2 separate regions of the Mus musculus genome follow, and region 1 is linked to region 2. A link is a contact called in public Hi-C data. All regions are on one chromosome and are shown on one strand. The core of a region is the stretch at or near the end of the contact, and the rest is flanking DNA. Distances in the headings are between cores, read along the strand shown.

Region 1 (3,394 bases), core at 78-2,577, 96 kb after region 2:
CACTGTGACCAGCTGTGGCTTTCTGCTCTTACTGGCTCGTTGTAAAATGAAGCTTCTAGATGCGGCTTGAGAACAATCCTACGCGACAGGTACAAACATAAACACTTTGAAGAAAGTCTGATACTCTGTCCATTTAGCAAAAGAACACATTAGTTTTCCCCTGGGGTCTTTGACTTCCTAGCCACAGTTCCTTGACTAGGCTTATAGTACAAGGCATAAGTTCCCTCCTGTGTAATGGGCCTCAAATCCAATTAGAAGGGAGTTGTTTTCCCCCATGATGATCATACCACCATTACATCCGTGGACACACCTTGCCAGGTAGATACTTCCTGTAGCTTTTGAGGTCTACAAATGAGCAGAACCATTGATGGTTTGCCTGCTTCGGCAGTTTGGATAGCACCTCCAGGCACTGTGAAAGCCAGCTAAGAAACTTTCAGCTCCGACTTAGCTTCATTTCTTAATGTCATGTATCCGGCAATACCTATGGTCTAACTATATGATTTGCAGGACAAACAAGGCCATTGGCAATCAATAGCCTGCATTTTTTCAGGAGCCTTGAGGCGTCCCTAACCAGCAGCTTTTAGGAAGGAATCACCATGTGACACTAGGGTTTTCAGGTAATAACCTGAGCCTTTTGGGAGGAGCATCATTTACATAACCTGAGCCTTCTGGGAGGAGCATCATTTCCCCATGAAGGATGGTCCCTTTCAAACTGTTTTATTAATTTTGCTTTATAAAGCAGACTAATAAAAATTTCAAGTTTCCATAAAGGTTTTTTTATAGCACTTTAATTTGTGTTAGCCCCTCCCAGCCCTCCAAACTCCAAATCCCTCATCCTAGTTCATAGGTTCCATCCTATCATTTATTAGGCAACAACATACTCCATCCCTGCAGAGCAAAATGTATTTTAATTACATAAAGTAGGCAGGCTCATTATCACCCATGGGTTTGTACTAACTCCTTATCCTCTACTTGACATCTGGCTGGCCCATTCTTCATGTTGCCTTCATGTCTCAGTGTGAATGTCATTTCCTTTGATGAGTCTCCTTTTAAACTCCAAGCCATGGTCCTATTGCTGTCTTATCGTGATTTTCATTGAAATGTGTTTGTTTATAAGCCTTTCTGGACTCTAAGTATTGTGTACTCAAGGATGGTATTTTTCATTTTCATTGCTGTGTCCCTGACATCTATCGACACTGCAAGCATTTTCAAATGACTAAGTAAAATCACCTTTGAGAATAGGAAGGCACTTTACAGTGTAGGAGTAAAGTACATAATGGGATAGGCTCAGAGTCACTGTCTGCATCATACACAGATCACATCATAATGCTGCCCAGAGTTTTATGTTTATTTTGGGGTTAGTGGTGAGCCACAGAATGTTCATAAACAGCAGAGTTATGGGCAGGAGTTGTTTTAGAGAGAGACGTTTGCCTTGTGTGTTTGTTGGGGGGCAGGGGGTGGGGACCGAAAGAGAGAACTTGAGGTTGGAAAATTAACAAAGCCAGGCAAAGAGTGGAACTTTGTAAAACTGCAGAGACATGTGGGGCATTGGGGCTGCTTGGAAAATACACAGGAGCAGAACATGTATTTTAAAGGCACACCAGAAGGGGAAATGAGAAAAATGTGATTGAGGTCCTTAGTAACTAAGGGAAACACTACCGGTTACTAGAATAGGGAAGTCAGAAAGAGGAATTTATCGAAAAGAAAACTATAAAGAAAAATGAAAGGCTGAAATAAGGTCACAGCATCTTGGTACCAATGCTCTTCTAAAGGACAGAATGGAAGAACAGAAATATCACCATGATTTCACAAGAAGCAATAAATCTTGGTAACCCCAAAGTATGTGCCCTGGCTCTGATTCTAAGGGCAGCTCTCAAAGACCTGGTTTCTTTGTGTAAGCTGCTACCTAAATACTGGTTCCCAGAAGACACTGGTTCTGGGATTGGGCAGTTAGAGGCAGAAGCTACATTAGGTCCCTATGACTGCTTGCTGATGAGATGGCTTACTCTAGAGTAAGCCAGAAAAGTCCAAATCCCTGCTGGTTCTTGTTTGTCTTTTGGGCAGTGAACTTCAGAAATTTATCACATGGAAGAGAAGGCCGCATTTTTGCCTGCTTAGCTCTGAGTTTTGAAAGTCATATTATTCTGAGATTCCTGATGTCTTGGTTATGGTTTCTATTACTGCTAGAAAATATCACAACCGAAAGTTTACTTGGGGGAGGAGAGGATTTTGTTTCTATAAACAGTTCTACATCACAGTCCATCTGGAAGGGAAGTTTGGGCAGGAACTTGGGGTAGGAACTAGAGTAAGGTCCCCAGGAGAATACTCTACATTGGCTTGCTCCTCATAGCTTCCTTGGCCTGCATTCCTATACAACTCAGGACAACCTGCTCAGGGGTGGCACCATTTAATCAGTATTTATTAATTGACAGGTTGCTTTAAATACTTAGCATAATGTTCCTCTCACTTAAGTGTTGAATGGTCTGTGTACATGTACACGACACCCATGACACAGAAGTGACCTTTACAGACTCCCCCTTCATGACAAGAGTTTAATCATGACCTGACACAGGAATGCCTAGTACCTGTAAAAAGTACCGTAAAAGACATCTCGACACCCACGAGAATATTTTAATCAAAACCTTTCAGTTTGGATCTGGATACTTCAAAACATTGGCAGACGCTTCTGTGAGTTTAGCTCCACTAAGATGTCTCGCCTGCCTTATTAAGACTATTCTCAGTCTACATTTTTAAGCTGCCATATCTTAAATTATTGAGAATTTATTAATTGCTGACTATATAATAACCTTTGCTTGTATGTTAATGAAAATGGTTTAAGAACCAACATTTAGAGTGTGACAATGGAGCTGAACAGTTTCTAACACGCAAGCAGTTCTGTCCTTGTGTATGACTTGTAACCTTAATTTACTGTGTAGAGATGGTTACATTATTTCCTTAGCTTTGTTTGTTGGAGACAGATAGGGAATGCTTGTTAAGTATGTCAACATAATCTCCCCTTGTGAACTTTTGTTAATGTCTTATACGAGCTCTCTTTTCCATTTGCCCAGAAAGGTGGCTTGTATAACGCTTTGGAAGTTTCTGCTCTGTCTGTCTTAGAGCTGACAGTCTGTTAGGTTTGTTTTCTCTTCATGCTAAAGTATTGGTGGTTTTGTGAACTGGTCAGAAATTCACAGGTCTTAACTGTTTGGGGGAAATTTATATTGGGCACTGCTCTTTGTCTAGCAAATAAAAGATGTTAATATATTTCTGTTATTGGCATGTGCACGACTGTTATTAGAAGTCACTTTATCATTTTCCTGCTTTAAATAGAAATGTCTATTTATGAATTCTGCTTGTAGTTTTTTCACAAATAAAATAGTAAAATTAAAAAAAA
Region 2 (3,380 bases), core at 785-3,284:
AAGACTATAGCAAGAGTTGATGGGAATCTATCAAAACAACTTCCATATAATGAAAGTTCTATAAATATTTGGTGAAAGAATTAACAAATATAAGGATAAAATATAGAATTTGAGTCTTTTGACAAGATAACATTAGATTCAGATAGGAGCTTAGATTGCAATGGGTCCCTTTTGATTGATGGAGTGATAATGGATATGACCCAGTCTCTGAGGGTGATTTCAATTCATTGAGGAGAGAAGATAGCAAATATAGTAGGCATGGACACCAGGTTTCTTACATGACAGCCTCTTAGTAAGTACTCAAATACTTATTAGCTAGTTAAATGGAAAGGATTAGTTAATTATAAGTGATAATAGCAATGTATAAAATTATTATCAAGGGATTTGGAAGAACACAAGTTATGTGGGTTGATTCCATCCTAAGTCAGTGTTTTGGCAGATGATTAATATACTTGTGGATGTAGGCTGGTCATCTTTGGCGGAGGATTGCATCATGATAGAGGATAATCACAAAAGTGACTGTATCTTCTACTCAGAATATGTCTTAGGGTTACTATTCCTGCGATAAAATACCATGACTCAAAACTACTTAAGGAGAGAACGTTTATTTGGCTTCCACTTCACTCTTTATCACTGAAGTGTTGGAACATAGTCCAAGAATGGAATTGCATGAGAATTCTGAGTTCTTGTGAGAAAACGGCAAGAAAGCAGACAAGACTTCTTGTGAATTTAGTTTCCTTAAAACACAGAAGTATAGCCGGGTGGTGGTGGCGCACTCCTTTAATCCCAGCACTTCGGAGGCAGAGGCAGGCAGATTTCTGAGTTCGTGGCCAGCCTGGTCTACAAAGTGAGTTTCAGGACAGTCAAGGCTGTACAGAGAAACCCTGTCTCGGGAAAAAAAACAACAACGCACAGAATTATTCTTGGAGTGTGTGTAAATGCTCCTCCCAGGTGTGGCAGATAGGCATGAGTTTATTTCAGGTGTTGTTATAGTCATGCCTCTATGGGGAAAAAAACGTTTTTGCCACCTGTGGCTTGTTTTTGTAACTGATCACCTCACTAATATGATTCTTCTTAACTGTCAGAGTATAAACTGTCTGATGCTCTGAACAAAGTTGGTTAATATGTGAGACTTTAGTCTGACTCATTTTCATGCCCTTATCTCCCAGGTTCACTCCACCAACAAGTGTAGTAAACACTGAAGGAAGCTGGGACAGGAACTTGAACAAGGCAGGAACCTAGAGCCAGGAGCTGATATAGGGACCATAAGAAGGTGCTGCTTAAAGGCTTGCTCCACTTAGCTTGCTCAGCTTCCCTTTGTATAGAATCCAGGACCACCAGCCCAGGAGTGCCCCCCACCCATAACATCCACATCAGTCGCTAATCAAGAAAATGCCCTACGAGCTTGCTTATAGCTGATCTTACGGAGTTATTTTCTTAATTGAGGATCTCTCTCTTCAGATGACTCTAGCTTGTGTCAATTTGACATAAATTCTGCTAACCCAGGGTCAGTGAAGCCAATGGCCGACAAGTTCCAGGAGGGACAGGGGAGGGCTTATTAGTAGGGCCTTGAAAAGATATTTACGAGCTTGGAATGTATTCATCCTGAGGCTAGTCTAGATCAATGGTGAGATAAATAAGTCCTAAAATCGAGTAGTCTGACCAGGCTGGGAGTGACAGATAAATGGCTGTCCTATGAGCAGCTCTGATATTAGGTAGGCCTAAATCAATCTCCTTGGACAGCTGTGTAATATCTTCATGTCTTAAGTTTCACAGCTGCAAAGTGGACATAATTCTGCCTCATGGAGTAAGTGTTATTGTGACTGAAGGACGCAGTGAGAGGAAAAGCTGTGACAGAGGAGGATGAGGTAATAAAAGGAACAGAAGTACATCACGTGCTTGACAAGTTCCTATGGCCTTATTCCCAGGCATCTGGGTTACTGAGAAATCCCTAATTGAAATGCCCTGGGAGTCTCTAAGCTACAGTTCTATGAAGTAAAGCAAACCCTACCTTCTCCCCAGACTTAAAACCACCAGTACTAAAGCTTCCCTCAGAGTTGACCTTACCAGCTCAGAAGTGAGATTAGCAATGTGTAAGCCCATTGGTGCAAAGTAAGAAATGACTCCCTTGAAAGTTTCCTTGGTGCTTTTAAATACTCATAGTAGAAGCAGAAGTAAGTGAGTCCCATGAGAAAAAGTTACATGAAAATGGGAAGTGCTGAGCATGAAAGCCACACATGTTTTGTAAGATTTTGTTCTTCTAAACTCTCTGTGAACTCTTCTTTGTACATAAAAATTACTTAAATGGTTGGGGTACCCTCCAAACACTATCTTGACGGCAGCACTACATTCTGACTAAGTAATTTAGTGATGTATCTTAGGCTAGGCTGGTACTCACTGTGGAGCCTAAGCTAGCCCCAAATGCACAATGACTGAACCTCTCAGGCTCCTAAGTGCGGTGATCACAGACGTGAGCTACCATGCCTCATTGAACAGCTATTGTTAAACTAAAGTAATATGTTGCTCAGAGATCCAGAGATAATTAGGAACTCATTTTTTGAGTCAGAGTAAATACAACATAATAATACAGAGGGTGATCTACAAAGAAGAGGGGATACATTCAAAAAATTAAATTGTCCTTTCGTTTGCAGTTGTAGAACTTCATCAGGCCAACTTCTAGAGTTATTTCTAGACATCATTGGTGAAGTGTTTCCTTGATCTCCATGATTTCCTGAGCATCTTTGTTCATTTTATTGCCAGGACAAGTCTCAGATAGGGCTAGCATTTCATTGTTTTGCAGCAAAGAAAAAAGCTGCAGACAGGGACTAATAGTTTTGGGACTGCATCACTAGCTGAACAATAACTGTGGTGAGACTGTACTGAAGCGCAACGTTCTTGGGGTTCAGGTAATGATAGTTCATTTTGGGCTACAACATCCATTCCTATGGTCAATGAACTTTTCAACCAGAGTAAGTGGGAAACATTGTACATCTTGGTTTTTCTTGATATAGCACCATGGGAACCAGAAATACCCTCTTCACGGAACTGTGTGTGACTACAAAGTGGCTCATGTTACTTCAAAGTATATAATGTTTCACATACACACACACATACACACACACAACTAAACATAATATAGCTAAACATCTTAAAGTTTCACAATCACAGAATTTTCATTCATAAAATTAAAAATAGCTTATACCTTTATATTTGTGATTATTTAAATAAATATTATTAATGTGGTTTATATAGTTTTGATACTGAAATAACTGAAGTATGTTTAGTGACTTAATTTTACAAAATTAATTTTTTAAAGGGTAACACTGGTTTTATAACCAAAAATTCTTTGAAAAAATCTTTAGAATGTGGAGAAAATGCTT

Evidence for each region. A called contact is a pair of places that touch in the nucleus more often than the background predicts.
Region 1: a contact with region 2 is called in a Hi-C map of conventional dendritic cells, with 3 times the contacts expected there. The contact joins two enhancer-like sites. A contact is called at or near these places in 6 of 484 Hi-C or Micro-C datasets (CD8 T cells, bone marrow-derived macrophages, conventional dendritic cells and 3 more) and 1 of 115 datasets of contacts at active chromatin or transcription factors (memory CD8 T cells).

Annotation. Positions count from the first base shown.
Region 1 is chr2:79,226,529-79,229,922 of GRCm38.p6, forward strand. No RefSeq gene overlaps it. Among named protein-coding and RNA genes, the nearest start is that of Gm35813, 3.1 kb to the right of the region's middle. Within about 2 kb of position 1,328, at least 35 of the 459 cell types and tissues checked have an H3K27ac peak or open chromatin away from gene starts, as enhancers often do. A contact at or near this core is called in CD8 T cells and conventional dendritic cells, where this site is marked.
Region 2 is chr2:79,130,252-79,133,631 of GRCm38.p6, forward strand. No RefSeq gene overlaps it. Among named protein-coding and RNA genes, the nearest start is that of Gm35748, 9.6 kb to the left of the region's middle. Within about 2 kb of position 2,035, at least 94 of the 459 cell types and tissues checked have an H3K27ac peak or open chromatin away from gene starts, as enhancers often do. A contact at or near this core is called in CD8 T cells and conventional dendritic cells, where this site is marked.